Linked DNA regions of Mus musculus: all the other regions are linked to region 1. Evidence: chromatin contacts called from public promoter capture Hi-C data. All regions are on one chromosome and are shown on one strand. Each heading gives the region's core, a stretch centred on a gene start, on an enhancer-like site or on the middle of the called end of the contact. The rest is flanking DNA. Distances are from core to core; before and after follow the strand shown.

Region 1 (4,044 bases), core at 747-3,246:
TCTTGGAATAAAAGTTCTCTTGCGGTTTGCATCAAGACCATTTCTTATGAGTGATTTGGGGTGTTGCCTCTCCTGAGTCAGAACGTGGGGGAGTCCTCACATTGTGGGTCTTTCAGTTCCAGAGGATCTGATGTATTTGTGTGCATGTGGTACACACACATACACAATAAATACAAATAAATAATAAGAACAACAAAAAACAAAGCTCCTTTCCTTGCTTCTTTTTGGCCTGGTTGATTTTTTTTTTTTTTTTTTTTTTTTTGGTTTTTCAAGACAGGGTTTTTCTGTATAGCCTTGGCTGTCCTGGCACTCACTCTGTACACCTGGCTGCCTCGAACTCAGAAATCCGCCTGCCTCTGCCTCCCGAATGCTGGGATTAAAGGCATGCACCACCATGCCCAGTGACACTGGTTTTTCTTTTACAAAGTTATATGTGGAGCTCAATAGCAGAGCATCCATCTAGTGTTCTGGAATCTAGCCTCAACATCCGAAGAAAAAGTATGCTGGATAGCAAATTCTCTAAAACTGTCTTAAGATTTATTTTATGTGTTTGGGTGGGTTTTTTTGTACATCTGTGTGTCCCTGCTGTGCTCACAGAGGTTTAAGAAGCCCTGGGACTGGGGACTGCAGTTAGAAACAGTTGTGAACCTGGATCCTCTTTTGTTGTTTTCAAGACAAGCTCTTTTTGTATTGCCTTGGCTGTTCTGGAACTTACGCGATAGTCTAAATAAACTAGCCTCAGATTCAGAGATCTGCCTGTTTGTGCTGAGATTAAAGGTATGTACCATCATGCCCAGCTCCCCAGCCTGGGTTCTCTTACCCATGGTAACATCGGTCCAACTCTCCCCTCTGGCTTTTTACCAGTCTCCACACTTCTGGCTAGGTCACTGTGTAATATGTGTTTCACACAGAGTAAGGTGTGAAAATGTGTCTAAAATGATATACAGGATCCTTCTATTTCCACCTCTCCAGTGCCTGTATTACTAACATTAAACCGGGCTCTTTACCTGAGTAACCCAGGTCCTAATAGTTACCCATTGGCTTTGAACTCCCTTTTTTTGGTGGTGGTGGTGGTGGGGGAGGAATGGATCTCTAGGAGGTGGGCCTGGGGCCCTCACTGTACAACTTGTTCCTTAGCACTATTTCCAGAATCCTTCATCACACCTGGAAGTTCTGGAGGACAAGAATTGGGGTAGATAGGCAGGCCTTCAAAGGCATCTTCTGCTCTGAAGGCCAGGCCCACTGTGGCTGGGGCCTGTGGCTTTGCTACCTGACTAGTGAAGCCACATTCCCCCAGAGTTTTCTCATCAAGGAGCTGGTTGTCCTTGAACAGCAGCTCTCCTCAGGAGGCCTCTTCATGATGCCCTCAATGATGCGCTTGAGTGCCAACACCAAGCTTGACTCCTTGGCCTCAGTGAAGATGGTGGTCTTCTTGTGTGGGGTCATGAGAAACACAGCCATCCCTGTGGCTGCTTCTGGCTTGATGCACGGGACCAAATCTGATGGCTTCTCAGGTTGTCCTCAGCAGGAGTGATCTCTCAGTGTCCCTCGGAGTCTTGCCAAAAGTTAAGAGAGCCAACATGTTGTTTGAAAACCAAAAAAATCCCAGCCGTTCGATTTTACCAATGAAGACTCAGGGGCCAGATGCTGGGGTGCAAGCCTGCTAGGTCAGAGAGGCAGAGAAAGCACCCAGCTGACCTTCCTCCTCCACTCACTTCCCAGAAGGAAACCCGCTTTGAACTCCTTTTATCCTCCCGCCTCCACCTCCTGAGCGCCAAGGTCACGTGCACACGCCTCTAAGACAAGCTTCTTTTTGAAGGAGTTTCTGAGGAATGCGGCCACCGATTGCCCCGCCAAGCTGTGCCAGCCTATTTCTAGGAAAGCTTCAGGCCGGTTAAGGTCAGACGCAAGCCTACCCGCCTTCTTGCTGCGATCCTTACGCTCTGCTCACGTGGGCCGCGTCCCGCAAGGGGCTGCCTTCTGCAGCGCCACTTCCGGGGCGGGTAGGTCGTGGCTTCCGGCGCAAGGCCGGGCGTTCGCTCAGTTCAGGCCGAATGGCGGCCCCGCTGCTTCACACGCGCTTGTCGGGCGATGTGACGGCAGCGGCCTCTGCCACGCTGAGTGCGTCGCGGACTGGGTAAGATCCGGGCGGCCTCCGCCTGCGGGTGCGGGGCTCGAGCCCGCTGAGAGCTCTCCGCATGTGCCGAGGGGGCCGGGCGTGCGGGCTCGGCTCGGGCACGCAGGAGCCTCTGGTTCCCTCGGGTCCCCTCTGCCCGGGCGAGCCTTGTCTGTTCCATTGTTTCCCACTCACTCTTGGGGCACCCTTGTGGGACTCTAGGCTAATCTTCCGTGCCTTTCCTCTTCCCTCTCTTGGCCAAGACATGGGCGGCATTTCCAGGGTTTTGGATATCTAGGGGAAAGCTGTCACTGGTGACCTATCGAATTCCAAAAATTTTGTTTGAAATTTGTTTCTGTAGAAGCAAGCAGTAGCATAGTGGAACCGTATATTATATAAGCAGTCCTTTTTGCCCAACATTTTAAAATACCTATCCCTATAAAACATTTGGAATCTAACCTTTAGATTTTGTCTGATTCTCTTGTTTAAACGAAGTAAACCTTGTAAAGCACTTAGCATAGTACTGACAATTGTTAATAAAGTGTGTATACTCTGTGTTAAGGCACTGGGGACAGCAGCTTATCCAGACACTAACCCATACCCAGCAGAGCCGGAGGCGGGGCAGTGGGGTGGGGGGGCGGCGGCAATACATGGATAAGATAGTTTCAGGTATCAGTAAATGCTATGAAGAACTACAACGTTCCAGGATAAAGCGTGAGTGTATGAGGTTCTGGTGGAGAGGGCCTCTGACATTTGAACTCCAACCTTGGGAAGAGTGTTTCTAACAGCGAGTAGCAGGTGAAATGGGAATCAGCTTGACAAATTTGAGGAATAGAAAGGACATCACGCTTTTAACAAATGATTGTATCATGAGATCAGGGTTAGGAAAGGTGGCTGGTTAAACAGGATCTTACAGGGTTAATGTGGGAATATGGAGTTTCTTTTCCTTCCCTTACTCTTAATAAGATCTCATTATGTAGCCTAGGTTGGATTCTGCCACAGCTTCTGAGACAGATTTACTGAGGGAAGAGTGGCTTCCTGGGAGAGAAGGTTGGAAGGAGGGATATCATTTGAGAAACTTAAGCCTCATCACACAAAATGATGTTGGCTCAGCCATGCTCCCTGCCGTCATTCTCTGTCATGAATTTGATAACTGGTCTTCCTGGTTCTTCAGGCTTTCCGATATGCTCGCGTTAGAGAGCGATTTCTTCAATTCTCCTCCGAAAAAAACTGTTCGGTTTGGCGGAACTGTGACAGAAGTCTTACTGAAATACAAAAAGGTACGAGGAGGTGGGGTTTGACTTTGCTTAGTCAGAGTTTAAAAGGCATTAAACCGAAGAGCAAATTATCAAGACTTTGGGTTCCTCCTCCTGAGTACAACCCCCCCCCCAAGACAGTAAAGAGAATAAGATGAACTTTAGCATTTGTGTGTACGTTTATTTAGGTTTCTCAGTGGTGGGGATTGGAACTAGGACCTTATCCACACCAGGAAAACAGGTCTAGTTGAGCTCCTACATAGCCTAAAAATAAATTTTACACTGGGCTTGGAGGCTTGTGTCTTTAATCCCGGCATGTGAAGGCAGAATCAGGTGGATCCCTGAATTTGAGACCAGCCAGGGATATATACAGCCTCTGTGTAAAACAGTGGCCCTCAACCTTCCTAAGGCTCTGTGTGACCCTTTTAATGCAGTTTCTCATGCTGTGGCGACCCCCAACCATAAAATTATTTTCTTTGCTACTTCATAAGTGTAATTTTGCTACTGTTATGACTTATAATGCGACTCTCTGTGTTTTCTGGTGGCCTTAGGTGACCCCTGTGAAAGGGGGTCAACAGCCTCAGGTTGAGAACCGCCTGTCTAAAAAGATGGGATTGTGGGAAGTATTTAGATACCATACTGAAATAGAATATATAGTGATATGCCTGATAC
Region 2 (4,044 bases), core at 807-3,306, 2.5 Mb before region 1:
TGCTGCCCTCACTTCCTGAGTTCCAGGGTTGCAACCTCACCTGGGAGGGCAGCGAGGTGATAATGCCATTTGTTTTCTCTGCTTTTTCCAAGCATTCTCCTACCTCAGCCTCCAGAGTTCTGGGACTCTATAGGCATTAACTAGTTAGTGTACCACCACACCAGGCCTAAGTCCAGAACTTAAAACATACTCTCACTTGAAATAAGCTCAAATTATCTGCCCCACCAATGTCCCTGCTAAATAATCAAAGTCTCGGCCTTTTCCCTTCCCGTTTCTTTCTTTCTTTCTTTTTTTCTTTAGGACAATACCATATTTACTCAAAAAAGCATCGTCATGGGTGGGGGAGCGTGTGGGGGACTTTTGGGATAGCATTGGAAATGTAAATGAAATAAATACCTAATTTAAAAAAAAAGCATCAGCATGAAGGCAATACTTAAGTTCACTCAACAGCATTGCTACAAAATCTGTACCTGAAAGCAGGCTACCAAACATACAGCCCGTTTGTAAAAAGGTGTTTAAAGACTGCAGTTTGAAACGACAGAAAGTGTATTTAGTAGCTACTTTATGTGACAAATATTAAGTTATCAGAAGTATTTAAGTAACAGACTAGACTAATACACGAACGCAAACTAAGCTTTTATAAGCAACCCTTATAAGGGCCATACTTTTAAAACAATTAAAAGTCTACACGCCATTCAGAAAAAGTCTTAAATCCCGCTTAAAACCGCACATAAATCAATGAGGTTTACTACCACATGTTAGTACTGAGGAATCCTTGTGACATTTAAAAAACTTTTCAAGTATTCAAAATGTTAAGGGTGAAAAAAGGTCTTTGTATTGACAGCCAACAGTTTCTGGCGGATCACAAGCCTGCAATGCATCTTGGGATTCCTTCAGGTCGCTTTAGTGCCACCGATACTTAAAACGCAATTACAGTTCCAAACGTAGAAACTACAGTAGGAGCAGCTCTCTGGGCCAGCGAAGAGACAAGTCCTGTCCCCCAAACCCTAGACTTTCACACCCTCCTCCTGCCGGACTTCAAGCCCTATCAGTCCCCACTTCTGGGCCTCGTGGCACTGACTGGCCCAGGGCTGGCAGGGTCCCATACAGTTCCTATGCCTAGGGGTGAACCGCGTGCGGCCTTCCGCGGCGGGGCAATCGCCCCCGGGTCCCCTGGTCTCTGCTCCTCCTGGCCCAGGCGCCCCAAGCCAAGCAGCTCCCAGACTGGAGGCGCCCCACCCAGACCAGCCGGCGCCGCTGTCAGCGCCCCACGTGCGGGCCGGCCGGCCTCCCGTCCTCTCCACCCAGCCCACCGCGGAACTCCGGCCCCAGGCCGCCGCCCGTGCCTTGGGGATATCCAGCCCGGCAACTTACCCGAAGGGCCTCCCGCGCCGCTGCCTGCTCCGTGGTCGCCTCCGGCTGCGCCAGCTGGGGATAGCGGCGGCTGGGCCGGACCCCGCAGGAAGGACGGCACGAATTCAGCGGCGTGGACGTTGGGGACGAAAGGCTTGGCGTTGACGTTGAGTTGCCGGCTGAAAGCCGCGCTGAGGTTCTCACGCTGGGCCTCGGCCACCGCGGCCATGGAGCCGCTGCCGCTCCCGCCGCCGCCGCAAGGCCCGGGCCCGGGGGCCTCCATATCCGTCTGGTCCCAGCAGTCGGGCGCAGAGTCGCTGCTGCTGCTGCTCCCGCCGCCGCCGCCACCGCCGCCACCGCCGCTGCTAGGATCCATGATCGGGGGGGCCGTGTGTGTGGTGAAGAGAGGGCGGGAAATGGAGGCGGGGGCGGCCGACCGGGGAGGAGCAGGCCGCGCTGACCCGGGGAGGACGGCAAGACTGGGGAGCTGACAGTCAATGACTCACTCGCCGGCGTCCTGGGCAGCAGCTACAGTCCAGACAGTACACTCGAGACCAGGTCGACAGCGGCTCAACCCTCCTCGTGTGTGCGAAAGGATCTCCTCCCACCCAACCCCAACTACCGCCGCCGGCCTCACCGCCAACCCCACGTTTGGAGAGAATTGACCTCTCGCTACCACCCGTACCTTCGCCTCGGTAGTTCCCGTCTGTGTCCGCCCGCGTTTCCGCCTACGAAGCGCGGCCGATAGCTAAACTACAAGTCCCGACAGTACCCGCGAAGACCCGGTGCGGTTTTCTCGGGGGCTGACGGGAGTCGGAGTTCAGCGCTCAAGCGTCACCGGAAGCGGCTGGAACTCCCGGCAGGCAGCGCGAGGAGGCAGAAGTCTGGTGGCCCATCTGTCGCAGGGTGGGGGTAGGGGTAGGCTCTACTCGGCTAGGGCAAGACGGTGGGCCGAGCCCTTCCGCACGAGGCGACGATCCACCCTAGCCTGTGAGAACACCCGGTCCGCAGGCCTAACCTAGAGGAATTTTTTTTTCTTCTCCCTTTTCGGCGCCTTTTCTGTCTCCCAGTCTATATACCTTATTCTCTTTCTCTCCACCCGCAGCCAGAGTTTGCCCTACATTTCAAAGCCGGCGGGAGGCGTCTTTCCTTTTATGTATTCATTTTTGGAAGAGGCAGTAAAACCATGAGATGTTACAGCTGAAACTGCGTGTGGCTCATAAAGGTCCAAGGATGTCCGGCAAAAGGATCCTTAACTGGAAAATTTCAGTGACTCATGTTATGTTTGACTAGTCATTAAAAGCCCGCACCTAAAATGTTTTTTCGTCCTTTCATCCTCCCTGCCAGGAGATTTACAAATTAATCGGGATTGCCATATTTTTTAGTGTACCCAGCGGTACCTAATAGTGGCTATTTTGGTGCTTCCAGTTCCTTAGCTGCCATTAGGTAAAGTGCTGTTCTTTTGAAAGGCCGCATCTGTCAGCTATTCTTACAGTCCTTTAATAATGAGGGCATCTCACACTTTCAAGTTGCATTTTAGTAATTGTGGGGTAAGTGACAAGCAAGAAAAAATAAAATTCACCTTTATTTTTTACTGCACGAAGTAGGAATACCTGTTCTAAATACCTGTTAAATGCTCCTGTAATTCACCCATGGAGACCAAGACAAAGAAAAGTATACTCTTAATTTTACTTGCTCTGAAAAGAGTCTAGACAGAATGCAACTAACCTACTTGGAAATTACAGAGTAACATATTCAAAATGTTCAAACAACGAGTTTTTTTTTTTTTTAAATCTGGATCTAAGATATCTAAATTGGAATGCTGACTTTAAACATTTGTATAATAAAAAGTGAGAATTTGGCCTAACGAGAGAGGTAATAGACAAAGTTGTCAATAATTTTTTGTTTGTTTTGTTTTTGTTTTGTTGGGTTTTTTGGTTTTTCGAGACAGGGTTTCTCTGTATAGCCATGGCTGTCCTGGAACTCACTCTGTAGACCAGGTTGGCCTCGAACTCAGAAATCCACCTGCCTCTGCCTTCCAAGTGCTGGGATTAAAGGCCAGCACCACCAATGCCCGGCTTTGTCAATTACTTTTTAAAGCAAGGCTTCAAACTAGCTCTTTTTTTCTTCTTTTTGTGGTTGGTTAGTTAGGTTTTGGTCGGTTGGTTGGCTGGTTGGTTGGTTGGTTAAGCAGAGACAAATGAAGCCCAGGCTGGCCCTGAACTCCAGTCCTTTTATCTTACTTTCCAAGTGCTGGAACTCTCTGCCTGTCTACCACCAAGCTCAGCTTGAACTGGTTTTTTGTAAATGACTTTTTTTTTCTTGCATGTGTTTTAAGATGTCCTCTTTGTGTGATCCAGACTGACTTGGACTCAAGATCATCTAGTTGAAACTGCTGGAACCTGTACAGCACCACAGTTTTCATCTTTAAATCTGTCTCTAATAAATTCATACCTCATGGGAGATCTGCAAGCCCCAGCCCACTCCAAAGACAGCTCAACATCTGCATGCGGCTGACTGAACTAGCTCACCACAGCCTATCACTGGATAGAGCCAACCCCTAGGGCTCCGGGTGTTCACACTCTGAGAATGTTAGCTCTTCACAGCTAGTTGAATGAACAGTTTCTTTGTTCATGGTGCTTTTTCTAGAGACAGTGTCAGAAAAGTGTCGTTTGGAAAAGCCTTTGATCA
Region 3 (4,044 bases), core at 600-3,099, 2.5 Mb after region 1:
TCTGCATATGACTCTTAGTCAAAAGGCTTGCCCAAAGTGTGGATTTCTCTCCAAGAGCATTCCATATTTAAAGATTAGCCGGTAATAAAGTGAAACAGCCTACCTCCTTGTTTCAGTTTGGAAGACTATGGAAGGAAATCTCAGCTCCTGACTTCCTCTGGGATACTGAATGACTCTTGTCTGGCCTGAGCTTTCTATTGCCGTGATAAAACAATATGACCAATGGCCTGGGAAGAAAAGCGTTTATTTCACTTTACAGCTTATAATTCGTCATTCAGGGAAGTCAGGGCAAGGACTCTAGTCAGAAAGACTCCTGAAGGAACTAAAGCCGAAGTCATGAAGGAGTGCTACATACTGGCTTATTCCACATTGTTTGATCAGCCTGATTTCTTTTAGCACCCAGGACCACCAAGGGTGGTGTTTCTTTTGGGACCCTGGGACAAGAGACTCAGGTGCATATTTTACATATGAAAACAGATCTGGCTTCCAGGTTCTCTCAGCATCCCTAAGTCTCTACCTGGCATACCCTATCCCCAACCCTGTACATTCCAGCCCAGGGGATGGGCTGCCCTTCCCTCAGACGCTCTTTGCTATACAATCTACACATTTTGCTCTCTCTCTCTCTCTCTCTCTCTCTCTCTCTCTCTCTCTCTCTCTCCCCACCCCCTGCCACAAGCCCTTTCTCCCCCCCCCCATGGCGACCCCCCCTGGCCTCAATTCTAGGGGGACAGTAAATCTGCTTTATAATCTAATCTGGTTTGAATTGGCTCATTTTACCGGAGAAAGGACCTATCAAGAGGCACCACCCACAGTGAGCTGGTCCCTTCCACATCAATCACTGATCACCACTGGCTTGTTCATAGGCCACATTGGTTGAGGGCATTTTCTCAGTTTAAGTACCTCAATGACTCTAACTTTGTCAACTTGGCATAAAACTAGCCAGCACACCTCTACTGCAACTTACTCCTGGCTCAATTGTTCTCTGTCTCCCTCCATAACCCCTACTTCTCTCACAATGGTAGGTGATGGCCACAAATGGCACATTCTCAATAATGCTACTCCACATAAATCAGGGAGTTTTGAAAGTATGGCCCACGTCTACTCATATATGGAAATGTCAGAATAAATTCATTATTTTGTACAATTTGTGTACGCTAATTAAAATGTTTAAAGAAAATTAGTCAGAATCTACAATGGGACTTGGGGGCTGGCTCACCTGCCATACAATTGCAAATGAGAGTCCTCATCCTGGTGAGAGGATTCCTAAAAGCACCTAATATGTTATGACTTTGAATGACTCCAGTTTTTGTTATACTAAACACAGGGAGTTCTTTCCTGTTTTGACTTTCCTCTTGCTAGGAGGAGACTGCCACCTTCAGGACACCCACTAATGACGTGTGTGTGTGTGTGTGTGTGTGTGTGTGTGTGTGCGCGCGCCTGCCTGCCTGCCTGTACTGTGACGAGGCTCTCATTAACTGGGGAAACTGGTACAAAGAAATTTCGTCTCCACTCCACTCCGAGTTCTTTCTACAGGTCCAAGACTTATGGGACTTGAGCATCACAGCTTTTGCATGATCATTTAAACGACAGTAAACATTTGTCGAGCGCTTACTACACCGCCAAGTGCTTTCACCACAGCTGTGAGACAGGAAGTACTATCACGACATCCTCACTGAGAAAACGGGAATGAAATGATAGAGGAACAGCGGGGGCCGCAAGACGGAACTCAGTCGGTCCACATTCCAGGACTGCCTACAGCACCAAAGCCTAACAGGCCTCCCGCTACGCCCGAGCATGCGTAGAGAGACACCGAGGCGCCCGCGGTCGCAGGGCGACAGAGGTCCAGCATGCCTTGCGTGTCCCGCAAGATGGCGGCGCCCATGCTGAGGCGCCTGTGCCGCGTTCCGCAGTCCCTGGTCTGGCTACGAGGGTCGCGTGCGGTGCGCCCGGGCGCGCGGGGAATGCTGGTGGCACCGAGGGCCCGCGGCTTGTTCAAGGAGTTCTTCCCCGAGAGCGGCACGAAGACAGAGCTCCCCGAACTCTTTGACCGCCGCAGGGCGGGCTCGTCCCCCCAGACGGTGTACTGCGGCTTCGACCCCACGGGCGACTCGCTCCACGTGGGGCACCTGCTAACTCTGTTGGGGCTCTTCCACTTCCAGCGAGCCGGCCACAACGTGATCGCGCTCGTGGGAGGCTCCACGGCCCTCCTGGGGGACCCCAGCGGCCGGACCAAGGGGCGCGAGGCGCTGAGCGCCGAGTGCGTGCGGGCCAACGCGCACGCCCTGCGGCGAGGGCTCGAGGCCCTGGCGGCCAACCACGCGCGCCTCTTCGCGGACGGCCGGCCCTGGGGCTCTTTCACGGTGCTGGACAACGCGGCCTGGTTCCAGGAGCAGCACCTGGTGGATTTCCTGGCCACGGTGGGCGGCCACTTCCGCATGGGCACTCTGCTGAGCCGGCTGAGCGTGCAGTCGCGTCTCAAGAGCCCCGAGGGCATGAGCTTGGCGGAGTTCTTTTACCAGGTGCTCCAGGCCTATGACTTCTACTACCTTTTCCAGCACTATGGATGCCGGGTCCAACTGGGCGGATCAGATCAGTTGGGCAACATCATGTCTGGCTACGAGTTCATCCACAAGTAAGCTGGAATTGTTAGAGCCTACGGAAACCCGGGGACGAGTATACAGAAGTAGTGTGTTATTCGTTAGGAAGATTGTAAGTTAGAGCTGGGAGTTAGAGCTGCTGGAAGCAGACCGATATTCAAGATTTGGATTGTGTCTGTTTTCCCTAAGTCGCCTTTAGTTTCTTTAGAAATTGTTATTTATCCTGAAAATAATTGGACTTCTGTTTAGAACCGTGTGCACTAATTTAGCTTTTCGCCTCCATAAAGATTTTCACAGCGTTTTCTTTTTTTAAAGATTGATTTATTTATGTATGAGTGCTCCATCTCTATGTAACACCTGCATGCCAGAAGAGGGCACCAAATTCTTATATTATATCCCACATGGTTGCTGGGAATTGAACCCAGGATCTCTGGAAGAACCACTGAGCCACCTCTCCAGTCCTCACAGTTTTCTTGAGGAACATAGATTATATGGCTGGTTCGTGTGCTACACGACAAAACTCATTTAAAAATATTAAAAGCCACCTTCTAAATGTACCTCCTGGTATCCTTTCGCCCAACTTTGTCATTTTTCTACCTGATCCTTCAAAAATCAAGTCCTGTTGACCTGCTCAGGTGCATTCCTCAATTGCACTTAAGCACGACACATGTAGATATAAAATGCGTGTTTTTATGGTTCTTGAGGACCTGAGTCCAGACTGAGAAAGGGTTTTAAAAACATATAGTAAGTAACCAGACTTAAATGTGTACTGTGCTTGGTGGAACTAATTGTGCCTAACAGAATACCATGAATGTATGTGTAGGTTGACTGGAGAGGATGTGTTTGGAATCACTGTACCTCTAATTACAAGTACAACTGGAGCAAAGCTGGGAAAGTCTGCTGGCAATGCGGTTTGGCTAAACAGAGAGAAAACATCACCGTTTGAACTTTATCAGTTCTTTGTCAGACAGCAAGATGATTCCGTAGAAAGGTAAGCTTTAATAGGCATTTGAGAAAAATTAATATGTAGTTATGATTCAGTTTTAGCTAGTGAATCTTTTTCTTTGTAGGTTTTTTTCATTGATTCTATTTAAGGTGTAAATTATTATGTCACATGATATTGCCATTTTTATTTTTACGATACTAGAGTTGAACCCAGGGCTGAATGGCTATTTTATTAGGTAGGTGCTTAACTATTGAGCTACATCCCAGGTCTGGAGAGAAAAAAAAAATGCGATGTTCTAAGTTGCTCAAGACAGCCTCTGGCTTAAGTCTTACCTCTTACATCTTTTGAGGCTTGGAACTTAGCCATAGAATCCCAAAAGTAGGTAGCTGTTGTGAAGACACCTACTCATGTGAGTCTAAATTGTGTACTCTATCTTAATCTTCATAAACTAATTTTGTTTTATTCTTGCTGGTCCTCAAATCTTTTGTTGTATAATCACGG
Region 4 (4,044 bases), core at 977-3,476, 2.5 Mb before region 1:
AGGTGCCAGCATGCTCATAAAAATGCATGTGCTACTGCTGACAAACACGAACCTGGTACTGTTTTCAGCTCAAGTGCAGGTGTGTGCACTATGTAGGCTTAATGGTGCCAGAGATTGTTCTAAGTCATTTTACACATACAAAATACTATAAGGAAGGTAGACCATTATTACCTCCACCTTATAAATGTTGTCAGGACTGAGGATTGGCTTAGGGGAGATAGAATACTTGCCTAGCATACTCAATGTACTAGGTTCTACCTCCAGTTTACACACACACACACACACACATACACACACACACACACACACACACACACGGAGAGGGGGGAAGTGAAGAGAGAGGAGAGAGAAAAGAGGAGAGAGAGAAGAGAGGAGAGGAGAGGAGCAAGACACTGAGTGAGTCCGAGCAGGGTAATAGCCAGTGAATGACTGTTTTATTTTATGAAACTGTAACAAGACATTTGAGGCTTGTTAATGTGTGAAGTATCAAAACATATCAAAACATATCATTTTTCTTTTTCTTTTCTTTTTTTTTTTTTTGGTTTTTCGACATATCATTTTCCTTACAGGCTAGCCTTAAGCTCTTGATTCTCTCTGGACTGGGATTATAGGAAGGCAGGACCTGTTCCACACTTGGTCTGCCTCATTTGTGGAGTTGGAGAGCTCCACGTGAAGATGCTAGCATCTGGGGAGAGAGCGCTGTTTGTGTCCTCCCAGGGTGGAAGGTGGAAGATTTTAGCTGAAGCCATGTGAAACCTCTGTAGGACTTAAGACCACTGGTAAAGGGCAGCCTGCAGGTTTAGTCACCTCCCTTTCCTTTCTTTATTGGAATCAAATCCAGGATGGCACACATGTGTTCTTCCACTGAGCTACTACAGTTTCTAGCTCTTCATTATTTTCTTATTTCTGATCAAGAGCCTAAGTTCTCCAGGCTGGGTGACTCCAGCCTCATATCCAGCAGGCAAAATAGTCTTTCAACTCCATATTTAAAATAGGGCAAAACCCTGGATTTCACAGTTGCTGTGAATTTAGCTCTTGTGTTCTCTCAGCACCTACCCACCTTTCCTCTCACTGTTGCCTAGAGTCAGTTGGACAACTCTTGTAGTTCCCTTAACCCACTGACCCACTGTCATTCTCCTCAGACCCATTACAATGCATTCTCATTCTAGAAAGTTCTCTCTCTCTCTCTCTCTCTCTCTCTCTCTCTCTCTCACACACACACACACACACACACACACCCACCACAAATTCTCCCAAGTGCCTCAGGCAGTAATTCGATTCTTCTGTGAATGTTGGTATTAAAGGTGTGCATGGTCACACCAGGATTGTAAGTGAAGTTTCAAATTCTGACTGCATCACTGTGCTTTGCACTTTTATTCCCACATCCATCATCAAGAAAGTACAAACTCTCCTGCCTGCAGGGCCTTGCACGTGCTACTCCAACTACTGAACTATATCCACCACTCCGGTTTTACCACTCCGGTTTTACTTTTTATTTCGAGAGTCTTGAGAAGTTACCCAGAATGGCTTTGAATTCACCTTTTGTTTTTGTTTGTACAGAGAGTTGAAGCTTGGGCCTCCTGCATGCAAGGCATGTGCCCTCTCTACCAAACTTTTTTTTTTTTTTTTTTTTTTTTTCGAGTCAGGGTTTCTCTGTATAGCCCTGGCTGTCCTGCAACTCACTTTGTAGACCAGGCTGGCCTCGAACTCAGAAATCCGGGATTAAAGGCGTGCGTTACCACGCCGGCCATCCACAGCTCTTGAATTCTTGCAGCTCAGGCTCCTGACTTATCCTCTTGAATGTTGGGATTTAAAGCCTGTACCACCAGGCCCTGCAGGCCCATTACTCTTTTTTTCTCTCTTCTCTTTGAGACAGTCTCAAGCAGCCCCATCTAGCCTCGAAATCATTGAGTAGTTCAAGGTTGACCTTGAACTTCTGATCCACCTGCCTTCCCCCGAGTGCTGGTTTGACGGACATGCAACACACTACTCCAAGCTCTCGGTACGCGTATATCGCATCCTTGTCCGAACTTCAGTCTAAATGGATGTCTTTTTCTTGGCTCGGGGATTGGGAGGCATTGATTTTGTGAGGTGCCGGTTCTCTTCCCTGCTACCCTGGGGCGTCGATTTGCCCGAGTATTTTGGTTCCGGGTCGGGAGGCGGGCCCTAGGAGAGTCACTGCTTCCGGGGCGGGGCCAGCGGGCGGGGCGCGCGTTCTCCCGGCCTGTGTGGAGCTCGGCGGCTGCAGACGCGGCGGCGGCGGCAAGGCAGGCGGCGGCCCCGGGAGCAGCAACATGAGCGGTGAGTGGCGGCCCCGCTGCTGTCACCCGCCCCGTAGCGCCACTGCAGCCGCACGCTCCGGGCCCGGTGTGCTCACACGCTGCAGACCCCCGCGGGGTCGCTCGCAGGCTCGGAGCCCTGGCCCGGAGTCTCCTGCACCGCTCCCACTATCCCGGGGCTGGCGCTCCTGTCCCTCTGCCTCACCAGTGACAGCCAACTCCTAGAGCAGAGCTTGCTCCCAATTCCCTCCCAGACAGCCGATCCCTTTGACAGGTTTCCGCACCCCGGATTCTCAGATCTCTGGTACTTGCCTTAGTCCCTCTTTCTCCCGTGACCCTCCTGGGACTCAGCTCCAGTTACCAGCCCCTGGTTTTTAGTTATTCTCTGTTCCAGGTCTCTTCCACCCAGTGACTCCTCTTTCTCCAAAGGCAAAGAGCATCTCTAGACACCCCTGTCACACACAGCAAACCAGAGCGACAGCTCCGGGTCCCCAGAGGTCTCAGTGTTAGGACAGCTTTGTCTTCTTCCCTCCTCTTCCCTGCACCTGTGTCCCCAGAGCTGGCCAGTTAGCCTCGCAGCGTCCCTCTCCCGGTTGTGCCTTTTGTATTTGGGCTGTTAGTTCATGCTTCAGTTCTCTCCATGTCTTCCTCTAGCTCATCGTTTGAAGTCTCCGGTTGTGTCCTGAAGCCCTTTCCTTCTTGCCCAATGCTGAACCTAAATGGGGCTCAAGCGTTGCCCAAGCCAATACCACCAGCAGGGAGGTGGAGCGGGTGGGGAGTCTGGAAGTGAGAGGCAGGTGCTTGTGACGGCTTGTGCTCAGTGATACCGAAGTTTAGTCCCTTTGTCGGAGTCTGTGTCTTCAAGCCTCCCTCTGAAGAGTCCTGATGATGTTTTGATGTTTTGGTGCTAAGTCATTCCTGGGTGTTGCGCGTGGAGATGGGAGTGACTCAGGGAAGGCTTGTGTTGGCTGTTGATTCTCCTGCTGGACTCAGGGATCTGGATTCCCTTAGGAGGACCCGCCTACCCTCGTAGTTTCTGTTTTTTCTTACTGTGCAGCTGGATTTTCGTCTCTGCACCCAGTCTCTAGACTTGCACTCAGGTGTTTCATGGAGCGGAGAGGGTGCTAGGGCAAAGGAGCAAAGGGCAGTCTTAATTTTTTGTTTTTTAAATTATTTCTGTGCATCTTTAAAAAAACGTTAGATGCTTTTTGTTGCTCAAGAGCAAAGTTTATGGAACTGTGGTCTTATTGAGGGGACTAATGGAGGGGTTTTTACAGTTTACGTTCATCTGCCAAAGCAAATTACTGGGTCTAACTTAACACTAATGTTAACAAAAACGTGTGTGCCAGCATCCACCAAAAGGTGATGGAGCCCAATGTACTGGGTTCAAATCCTGGCTCTACCACATAAAGCAATATGCTTTTTTTTTTTTTTTTTTTTTTTTTTTTGGTTTTTGGTTTTTGGTTTTTGGTTTTTCGAGACAGGGTTTTTCTGTATATCCCTGGCTGTCCTGGAACTCACTCTCTAGACCAGGCTGGCCTCGAACTCAGAAATCTGCCTGCCTCTGCCTCCCAAGTGCTGGGATTAAAGGTGTGGGCCACCACCGCCCGGCAGCAATATACTTTTTTTTTTTTAAACTCGTGTTTTGGTTATTAGTTGGGATTTTCTTTTTTTTTAATTTTTTAAAGATTTATTTATTTATTATATGTAAGTACACTGTAGCTGTCTTCAGACATTCCAGAAGAGGGCATCAGATCTCATTACA
Region 5 (4,044 bases), core at 999-3,498, 2.4 Mb after region 1:
CTTCGACAAGGCTCTATCTCCTATTCCTTCCACTTAACTATAGACCAAACACCAGATATATGAGTCTGTGAGGGCCTTTTTGTTTTAAATCACCAGAACAAGTGATTAAAATAAAATCTGTGGAAAAAATGTGCAGAGAAACAGTGAATATGTATGTGTGTGTGTGTGTGTGTGTGTGTATGTGTGTGTGTGTGCGCGCACGCATGTGTGCTCATACATGAGTGATTGTGAAAGAATACCATTTAAGTAAGATGGGGATCTATGATAAAGACGTGAAGAAAGTCAGAGACTCAAGAATGGACTTCTAAGGGCTGTTGAACACTTATGTACAATTCTTTGTTTAGTGATCATGGCAACACTATGTGTAGGTACATTTATTATTCCCATTTACAGACAGGATGTTGACATGTAAAAATATGCAGAGCACTGCTTATGACCCACCACTTGGTGTTCCCAAGGCCTGCTGTTCTCATAGCTTCTACTTCCAGAGCATTCCTCATGACCTTTGACCATGTGGCCTGTAGAGAAAGGATGACTAGTCCCTATTTCCTTTTCACTTCCTTGATCCTCAGGTAAAACAGGACGCTACATAGCTCTACATTAATTGTATGGTTAGGAACCTGGGGAGGATAGAGGCTATGTTATTTAGCCATACCAAAGGATAAGCTAAATTAGATGTATATCCTCCTTCACTTGTAAGCTAATTTCTAATTGCCATTCTTTTATCAAACCATCCAACTACCAACTACAAGATATCCTCATTTATTGGAGCCTGCATAATAAGATAATCAATTACAACAGAACTTTTAAAAAGTGATTTGACAAGAAACAGGAAAGTGAAGTTACACTTCCTAAGATAAATAAGAGAAATTTCCTGTTTGTCTCTTGCTGAAGAAAGCAGAATGGGACCTTACCAATCATAGTTCTCCAGGTACAGAAGCCAGAGTGAGTCCTGGCCCTGCAGAAGCAGGCGCTGCAGTTATCTTTTAAAGCAACAGACCTGGGACTTTCAGAAGGAGCTAGGAGATAGATGAAGGGAAACAGGTTGCTTACAAGGGGCTGGTGACAGGATTTGTTGCTGTAATTTAACCGTCATAACATTCTTGTTTTCGGTAAGCTCTCAGCATCACATCTGTACATTATTTACACCTGACTTGGCAAGCCAAGCTTTTGGGCACAATTTACCTAAAGACTGGCCCAGTTGCTTTTGCTGACCTCATAGCTCCCACCTCCAGAGCTTTCCTTATGACCTTTGACTATGTGGCCTGTGGAGAAAGAGTGACTCGTCCCTGATTTCCTCGATGCTCGAAGGCAAAACAGGAAGCCACATTAACTGTTTAGTTAGGAACCGGGGAAGAAGAGAAGTTGTGTTCCCTAGCTGTTCCAACAAAGGTACAAACCCTAGCAACCAAAGGAAAAGACCCCACTTGATAACAAACATAGATGTTTTTCTTTTCTTCTCCCAAGTCTAAATACCAGTATGTGGAGAGTAGCATCGGTTGTCAACTTTAAGTTCAAGGACCCTTCTGTTGAGCTTAGCTCTTGTTCTTAGCCCAATTGCATGTGAAGCATAGTTAATAGCATGATAAACTCAAGTTCGGGAGATTTAAGTGAGAAACCTCGTTCATGAGTTCCCCTGCAAAGAGCTTGTCATAAAGAGGGCTTAGTCAACGTTAGAAGAGCTATTAAAACTGAGTATTAAAAGTCATCTTTTCTCTGGGCCTCTTATTGGAGTTTCTCTGTGTGGGCATGTTCCTTAAGAAGGAAGTGGGTGGACAAGAGCGCACTGGGTACAATTTGTGTATTTGCAAGAGCAAGCAGAGGCTTTCACTGAGGGAGAACATATGTTTCTGGGGCTCCATCTGTACAAAAAGCTCGGCGTCCTGAAGTACTACGGATAAAAAAAAAAACCTTTAAAATACGTCTATTTCATACATGTTTCATTATCTGTGAACGTTTGGAACAGTGTAACTGACCCTAACTAACTAGATGTGCTACTCACAGCAGAAGTTCCCAGCTGCACCTGTCCTAAGGGCAGCTCCTCCCACAATCCTTCGCGAGCCGAGAATACGTGGGGGCCTCAGAGGACGTGCTCGCCCCGGGCGGAGTGCGCCTGCTTTGCAGGAGCCACGCCCCTGTCCCCTAAGGGCCTGGGTCCTACGGGGCGGGGCGGGGCGGGGCGGGGCGGGGCGGGGCGGGGTTTGCTGCCGGTCCCCACGCCTCTGCGGCTTTGCGGGCAGGTCCTGGCAGTCCCTCCTGGTCACTCCGCCGACGCGATGGCCGTCCCCGGCTCACTGGCCGAGTGTGGCTACATCCGGACTGTGCTGGGCCAGCAGATCCTGGGTCACCTGGACAGCTCCAGCCTGGCCTTGCCCTCCGAGGCCAGACTGAGGCTGGCCGGCAGCAGCGGCCGCGGCGACCCGGCGGCCCGGAGCCAGCGGATCCAGGAGCAGGTGCAGCAGACCCTGGCCCGCCGGGGCCGGAGCTCTGCGGTCAGCGGTGAGTCGAACCCCACCCGCCGTGCTAGTCGTAGGTCTCCCCGGTGCGAACCGGTGTCCGCCCGCCCACCTGTTGCTCACCTTACCTTTTCCGGCTCGTGGTTGGTCGCTTTGGACACGCTTCCTCCCTAACCTTTGGTTCTGGTCTACCTTATTCGTTTGTTAATTACACAATTGTCTGTATTAAAGAATTCGATCGGTTTCACCCTTCGCCGCTCGCTCCGGGTTCTCTCCCTGAGATTCTAAAAAACACTTTGAAATTTTATGCAGACTTTGGTATGCAAGATTGATCTTCTGGAATAAGGCGCTTTGGGCTTTTATTGAGATGTTTTAGAGTTTACGACTCTCTATAAATATTTTTAGAAAGAAACCTTCAAAGCCCTGCGGTTCCTCCATCCTCTAAATTGAGGTTACCTCGTCCAAGTGCTCCACTCCGTATCTGCGACTAAACAAATTGAGCAAGTCGGCTTTGGGTCTGGGAGCAACCTGAACACCCTGCGGAGGATAAGGAGGAAGGAGACTTTGGCCAGGCTGAAGGTAGCCCCGCCTGCCCACCTCACACCCACACACCAGAACCAACAGATGCGTGGGTGCAGAACCGCCCTCATTAAAAAAAAAAAAATCAACCCCCCACCACACAGACTAGTTGACAGAAGTGTGGTTGATCAGAAAGATCAGAAGCTCTGGTAAATGTGATTACCATTAAGAATAATAATGCTTCCGTGCCAGCATGTGGATTTCAAATAGCAGAGTCTGGGAGGCTGTCCGCTTTTCAGTTTGTCTAAAGGTTAGGGCAGTTGATGTTTGCATACTTGAAAAGTAAAGAGGTGTTTAATGATTGCAAGCTCATGTAAGTGAGTGCCTGTAACGTCCCTAATTAGGCTATGTGGTTCGCACTTTATATTATCTTCTTAAAATGAACTGTGTATTTTTTTCCTTTCTCTTTCCATATGTGTAGATATAGATACGATTTTTAAGATGCAGCCTCAAACTTCCCGTCTCCGTCTCCCATGTGCTGAGATTACAGACATGGGCTGGGTTTACTGTGGATCCAAGCTTAGAGACAAGGAAACTGAGCAAATAAAACAGTCAAGATTCCAGACAGAAAGTGGCATAGGTGGTATATAAAAGCCAAAATGTGGAGTTTTAAGTCGATCATGAGTTAACATATTAAGTGTTTGATTACTAACACAAAATGAAATTACTTGGGAACTAAACTTCCCTGTAACGACTCCTTTTCCTCTAAGTAAAACTAAGGAAGTTCTAAGAGGATGGAAAGGTTTACACAGGAAAGAACTGCTTTAGTTCCTGGTGAGAAGAAAAAGCAAACCTTAGGGTTAGGAATGTGGCAAAGGACTCCAGGATGACTGAGGGCAGTGTCTGGCTAGTCCTGCCATTGCATCCTGCAGTGTGAAAAGCCTCATGCCCAGTGCTAACGTGGAACTGAAGAGCCTTCTTCCTTATCTTGTAAGGGTGGCCAGCCAGAAGAACAAGCAGGCATCAACTAGTAAACAAATGGTGGGAGTGGGGGTGGGGGTGGGGGTCC
Region 6 (4,044 bases), core at 1,119-3,618, 2.1 Mb after region 1:
TCATTCTTAATGGTGTTGTCAAGGAGGCTAGGGAGAGGCATCTGTTCCCTACGCCATACTTGCAATCAGCCAAGGGACAGTGTTGAAGAGGCTGAGGTCATGTTCCCAATAGCATACCATGATCCCTCATGTTTGTCCCTGACCTACATCCTCTGCCTGGGTAGGGATCTTTAAAGTGTGCAAGTGTGGGGGTGTTGGATGATCCGGGGGCACCGGTACAATTGCATATTCTAAAAGTACTGTGTCTTTGATAGACTAAGCAAGAAAACATGTCCTTGTTCTGAGTTGCATGGCTGGGATGGCCTACAGTGCCCTGGTATTGTAGCTCAAAGCTGCCCTGGCCTTGTGGGACAATGGCAACTTCCAGCGGCAGAGTGCACATCAACACCAAACCCACAGATTAGACAATCAAATGCCTGTGACAGGAGAAGATGGGCAGCAAGAGAACCAGGGTGAGGGGTGGGGGCAGGGAGGCAGGTGCTTGGGAGGAGGGCCATGGAGCAGACCTGGAGAGGCTGCAGGCCTGAGGGAAAGGTTACCCTTGTTTCTCTTCCACAAAGAGAAAGGGTGATAGAGGCCAGAGACACACATTGATCAGAAAGTGGGTGGGTCAGCGTGTATGTGTGAGTCCCCAGGCCTGACAGTCTGCCTTCACTGGGCCAGACTGCTCACTTTACCCCACCTGGATTCCTTCCATGTGGTTCTTGCACTTACAGGCAGGAAATGAGCACTGGACTTGCATCCACTTGTCTGGGAGGACAAGCTGTATTTCAGAGGGTCCGACAGGCAGAGAGAACAGATGTAACAGATAGGATGGGCAGGCTGGAGGACCTGAGATCCCTGTTACACTCTGCTCACCACCATCTGCTTACACCTGGTCCCACTCATGACCAGGCCATTCACACCTGAGAACTGGGTGAATCTTTCTGTCAGACCTCTACTTTTTGTCCCAAAGGAATCAGATGGCTTCAGTCCTGCAACCCAAAAAAATCCCCAGATGAGAGGTGTTCGGGCCTGGCCTGAGATGAACAGGAGCTAGACGTGGCCCTCGGAGGGGGAGGCGTTGTCTGCTCTGCTCTCTGAACACTTCCTTGAGGCTGTGTGGTAGATGGAGACCAAAGCCATGTTTATTCCTCTACCTGTGCAATGGAGGCATGATGAAGAGGTGAGAGGGAGTCAGAAAGACCAAGTCTAGCTTGCTTGGACCAGTCTTTGGTCCAGCAGTACAATCCGAAAGGTGGAGCCAACTAAAGTCCCTGAAAGGTGGATGGGTCTGCAGACCTTGGGAGGAGGCCTATAGACAGGTTGAGCAATTCTAAGACAAGCCGGCACGAGGTTCTCTACTCCTTCCCCACCTCGGCCACCCTCTAGGCAGAAGTACCCAGCCCATCTCTAACCTCGGGTCTCTGATGTGGATGTAGACAGAGATATGGGCACCGAGTCCTGGGGATCGCTTGCCAGCCGCTGCCCAGCACACATGGACTTCAGCATCTGGAAGACGGCGAGGGGAGCCACATTCAGATTCAGCAAGTCCACCAGGATCCTGGGGAAACAAATGCAGTGCTTAGCGAATACTGAAAGCCACAGGGCGGACATGCTCTAGGAGTCGCGCCAGCTGGGTCACCGTCTTGAAACCCCTTAAAGAGACACGGATATCTTAGAGTAGCAGATGCAGGAATGAGGAGTCCTAAAGCCGGCATTATCTGTAGGGAGTATGAGCTCAAAGTCCCGACCCCCGCTTTCTCACTTGAACACATCGGGGTCGATGGCGGCGCCAGCAGCCTGAGCTAGCTCGTACAGCTCCATCTCCTCGGCCCCCAGCACTTTCTTCCGCCGAAGCGCCAGCTTCTGCAGCGTTGCTGTCTCCAATCCTGTGGAAACCGCGAGTGCAGCACCACCAGCAGCAGCCGCCGCCGCCGCCATTCGTATAGCCTGAAAAGGGATCTGTGTTGGACAGAGTCTCTGCAAGTCAACAGCTCCAGCACCGAGGCGAGAGTTCCAAGAGGCCTTTACACAGTCGGTTACTTGACTTGTTCGGAACGTCTACTGTGCACAGGGCAGTGTGCTAGGCATGGGGTGGGGTGGTGGGAAGCTGATCACTGCCTGACGATCAGACTTGGACTGCTGGCTTAGGTAGCAGACCCCAGAATAGTACCTGGCATATACCGGGTACTTAGCAAATGCCTGTTGGATGACGAGTATTCACGATCTCGTGTAATTACCAGTTCTGTTGACGGTCCCTAAACAGCTTTGCTTTTAAACGGATACGCACTCCTGTCCCCCGACCCCGAAATACATAAACTTGGGGAGTAAAGAGCAACTGAGGACGTCACTGCGCACGCGCCTTGTGGCCAACTGCTTCTGCACTTGATTGGCTTTTGCTTTTGCAGGCGCTTTTCCCGGGAGGTTGAGCCGCTTTTCCCAGTAGGCAGGGGTGTGGCCTGACGCGCAGCTTGATGACGCTATTTCCGGGTTGTGTGTCTGGATAGCGGCGTCTATTTCTGAAGATAGGTAGGATGGTCATTTTGAACTCAACACGTTAGCTTGGCCGGTGTGTTGAGAACTGCAAATGTTTGGCCGGTTACCATGATTGTCACTGCCATCGGGAAAGAGTGGACCGGGGGAGCCGTCCAGAAGTGCCTACACAGTGAAAGGGGACCAGGAGGGGCATCTAAAATTTGTGCGGGGGCACTCTTGGAGATATTTTGTCTCCTGATGCTTTGTCCATTTTACATTACTAGTCTTTTGCATATGTGTGTGTATCCGTATGTGTATGTTTGTTGATTGGTGTTTTTATTTTTTCAATTTGTTTTATTCTGGCTTGATTTTTTTTAAATGTGCCTATTTGCTAGAAAAGAGAGGAGGGAGAGAGAGAGAGAGAGAACTTGAGAAGGTAGGGAAGTGGCAAAGTTCAGGGAGGAGGTAAGGGAGGGAAATCATGATCAGATTATAGAGTATGAAAAAATATTTTCAATATAAAAATATATTGGGTGAATAGTCTTCATTCTTAGGGGAAAACGTATTCATTACCGGGAAGGGGAGAATTTAGAGCATCTAGTCAGTTCTCAGCCTTCCTTCTTTCTTCCTTATACTGAACACAGCTTCCCTGGTTCTGCACTTCCGGTCTTCATATTTGGTGAACCTTTGGCCAGTCACCAAGGTCCAGATCTAAGGACTAAACACCATTTCCATGTTGAATGGTGCGTCTGTCACAGTGAGGACCATGGTGACAGTAAGCTGCTGGTGACTGTGAAGAGCCAGTGTGGGCTGTGGGGAATGAGTCTGGCTCCAGGAGCAGACATTACAGGATGTATGTGCATCTAATCTGGCACCTGCTTCCCAGGGTGGAACATCAGGTGCTTGTTTGCAGGATTCCAGAATATCTCAGGTTTTCGCAGAACTGTGGCCATGATGTAAATGTAGGGCCTCCCTGCCTCATTAGTTTATTGTAGGATTGATGGCTCCAGGAACCAGCTCCTATTGGTCAGAATGCCCAAGAGTACAAACTGGAGGCAAATCGAAGTGAGGCACAGCATCATCTCCCTAGCCAGACAACTGTTACCTGCATGCCATCAGCTCTGCCTGTTTGTAGGAGTATATCACCTCAGGTCCATGGATGGCCAGTGTCCATTCATAGAAGGAAGGTCAAGGTAGGGTCATTGGACCCTCACATAAGTCACTCCGCCATTTTCATATAATTCTGACATAATCATACATGGCCTCAACTTTAGGAAAGTCCAGAGGACTAAATTGCACAGACTTAGAGACCTTAATAAAGGGCTCTTGTACTAATACGCACTTAAAAATTCAAACATTTATGTACACACAACATGCTCATACAAAATCTCTCTCTCTCTCTCTCTCTCTCTCTCTCTCTCACACACACACACACACACACACACACACACACACACACTGTCTTGGCTAGTGTTTTGCCAACACGACACAAGATAGAGTCATCTGGGAAGATCCTCCATTGAGAAAATGACCCTATCAGATGGCCTGTGGGCAAGCCTGGGGTGCATCTTTTTTTTAATTGATGAC

What was found. Promoter capture Hi-C pulls out the DNA fragments that hold promoters and counts their contacts.
Region 2: a contact with region 1 is called in a promoter capture Hi-C map of pre-B cells, with 4 times the contacts expected there. The contact joins the promoter of Gspt1 here to the promoter of Rrn3 in region 1. A contact is called at or near these places in 5 of 39 promoter capture datasets (the 3T3-L1 cell line, cranial neural crest, hippocampal neurons and 2 more), 1 of 484 Hi-C or Micro-C datasets (B cells) and 3 of 115 datasets of contacts at active chromatin or transcription factors (embryonic stem cells, epiblast stem cells and forebrain).
Region 3: a contact with region 1 is called in a promoter capture Hi-C map of liver, with 5 times the contacts expected there. The contact joins the promoter of Yars2 here to the promoter of Rrn3 in region 1. A contact is called at or near these places in 6 of 39 promoter capture datasets (the C10 cell line, embryonic stem cells, hippocampal neurons and 2 more) and 1 of 484 Hi-C or Micro-C datasets (CD4 T cells).
Region 4: a contact with region 1 is called in a promoter capture Hi-C map of hippocampal neurons, with 10 times the contacts expected there. The contact joins the promoter of Snx29 here to the promoter of Rrn3 in region 1. A contact is called at or near these places in 6 of 39 promoter capture datasets (3T3-L1-derived adipocytes, cranial neural crest, hippocampal neurons and 2 more).
Region 5: a contact with region 1 is called in a promoter capture Hi-C map of liver, with 2.8 times the contacts expected there. The contact joins the promoter of Pkp2 here to the promoter of Rrn3 in region 1. A contact is called at or near these places in 3 of 39 promoter capture datasets (hippocampal neurons, liver and pre-B cells).
Region 6: a contact with region 1 is called in a promoter capture Hi-C map of liver, with 6 times the contacts expected there. The contact joins the promoter of Mzt2 here to the promoter of Rrn3 in region 1. A contact is called at or near these places in 3 of 39 promoter capture datasets (hippocampal neurons, liver and pre-B cells).

The regions. Positions count from the first base shown.
Region 1 is chr16:13,778,703-13,782,746 of GRCm38.p6, forward strand. Rrn3 (RRN3 RNA polymerase I transcription factor homolog (yeast)) reads left to right here and starts at 1,997. Exons shown (of 18, transcript NM_001039521.1): 1 at 1,997-2,137; 2 at 3,291-3,396. The coding sequence starts at 2,055. It also overlaps the pseudogene Gm6354.
Region 2 is chr16:11,252,269-11,256,312 of GRCm38.p6, forward strand. It overlaps Gspt1 (G1 to S phase transition 1), which reads right to left and starts at 2,057. Exons shown (of 15, transcript NM_146066.2): 1 at 1,375-2,057. The coding sequence starts at 1,729. LOC115488671 reads right to left here and starts at 1,368. Exons shown (of 2, transcript XM_030249388.1): 1 at 1-1,368. Mir1945 (microRNA 1945) reads right to left here and starts at 2,177; the gene lies at 2,100-2,177.
Region 3 is chr16:16,301,116-16,305,159 of GRCm38.p6, forward strand. It overlaps Yars2 (tyrosyl-tRNA synthetase 2 (mitochondrial)), which reads left to right and starts at 1,850. Exons shown (of 5, transcript NM_198246.2): 1 at 1,850-2,632; 2 at 3,421-3,588. The coding sequence starts at 1,869.
Region 4 is chr16:11,320,678-11,324,721 of GRCm38.p6, forward strand. It overlaps Snx29 (sorting nexin 29), which reads left to right and starts at 2,227. Exons shown (of 21, transcript NM_028964.4): 1 at 2,227-2,301. The coding sequence starts at 2,295.
Region 5 is chr16:16,211,097-16,215,140 of GRCm38.p6, forward strand. It overlaps Pkp2 (plakophilin 2), which reads left to right and starts at 2,249. Exons shown (of 13, transcript NM_026163.2): 1 at 2,249-2,499. The coding sequence starts at 2,277.
Region 6 is chr16:15,861,001-15,865,044 of GRCm38.p6, forward strand. Mzt2 (mitotic spindle organizing protein 2) reads right to left here and starts at 2,369. Exons shown (of 3, transcript NM_029354.3): 1 at 1,748-2,369; 2 at 1,398-1,543. The coding sequence starts at 1,923. Gm41425 (a long non-coding RNA gene) reads left to right here and starts at 2,437. Exons shown (of 3, transcript XR_875934.2): 1 at 2,437-2,511.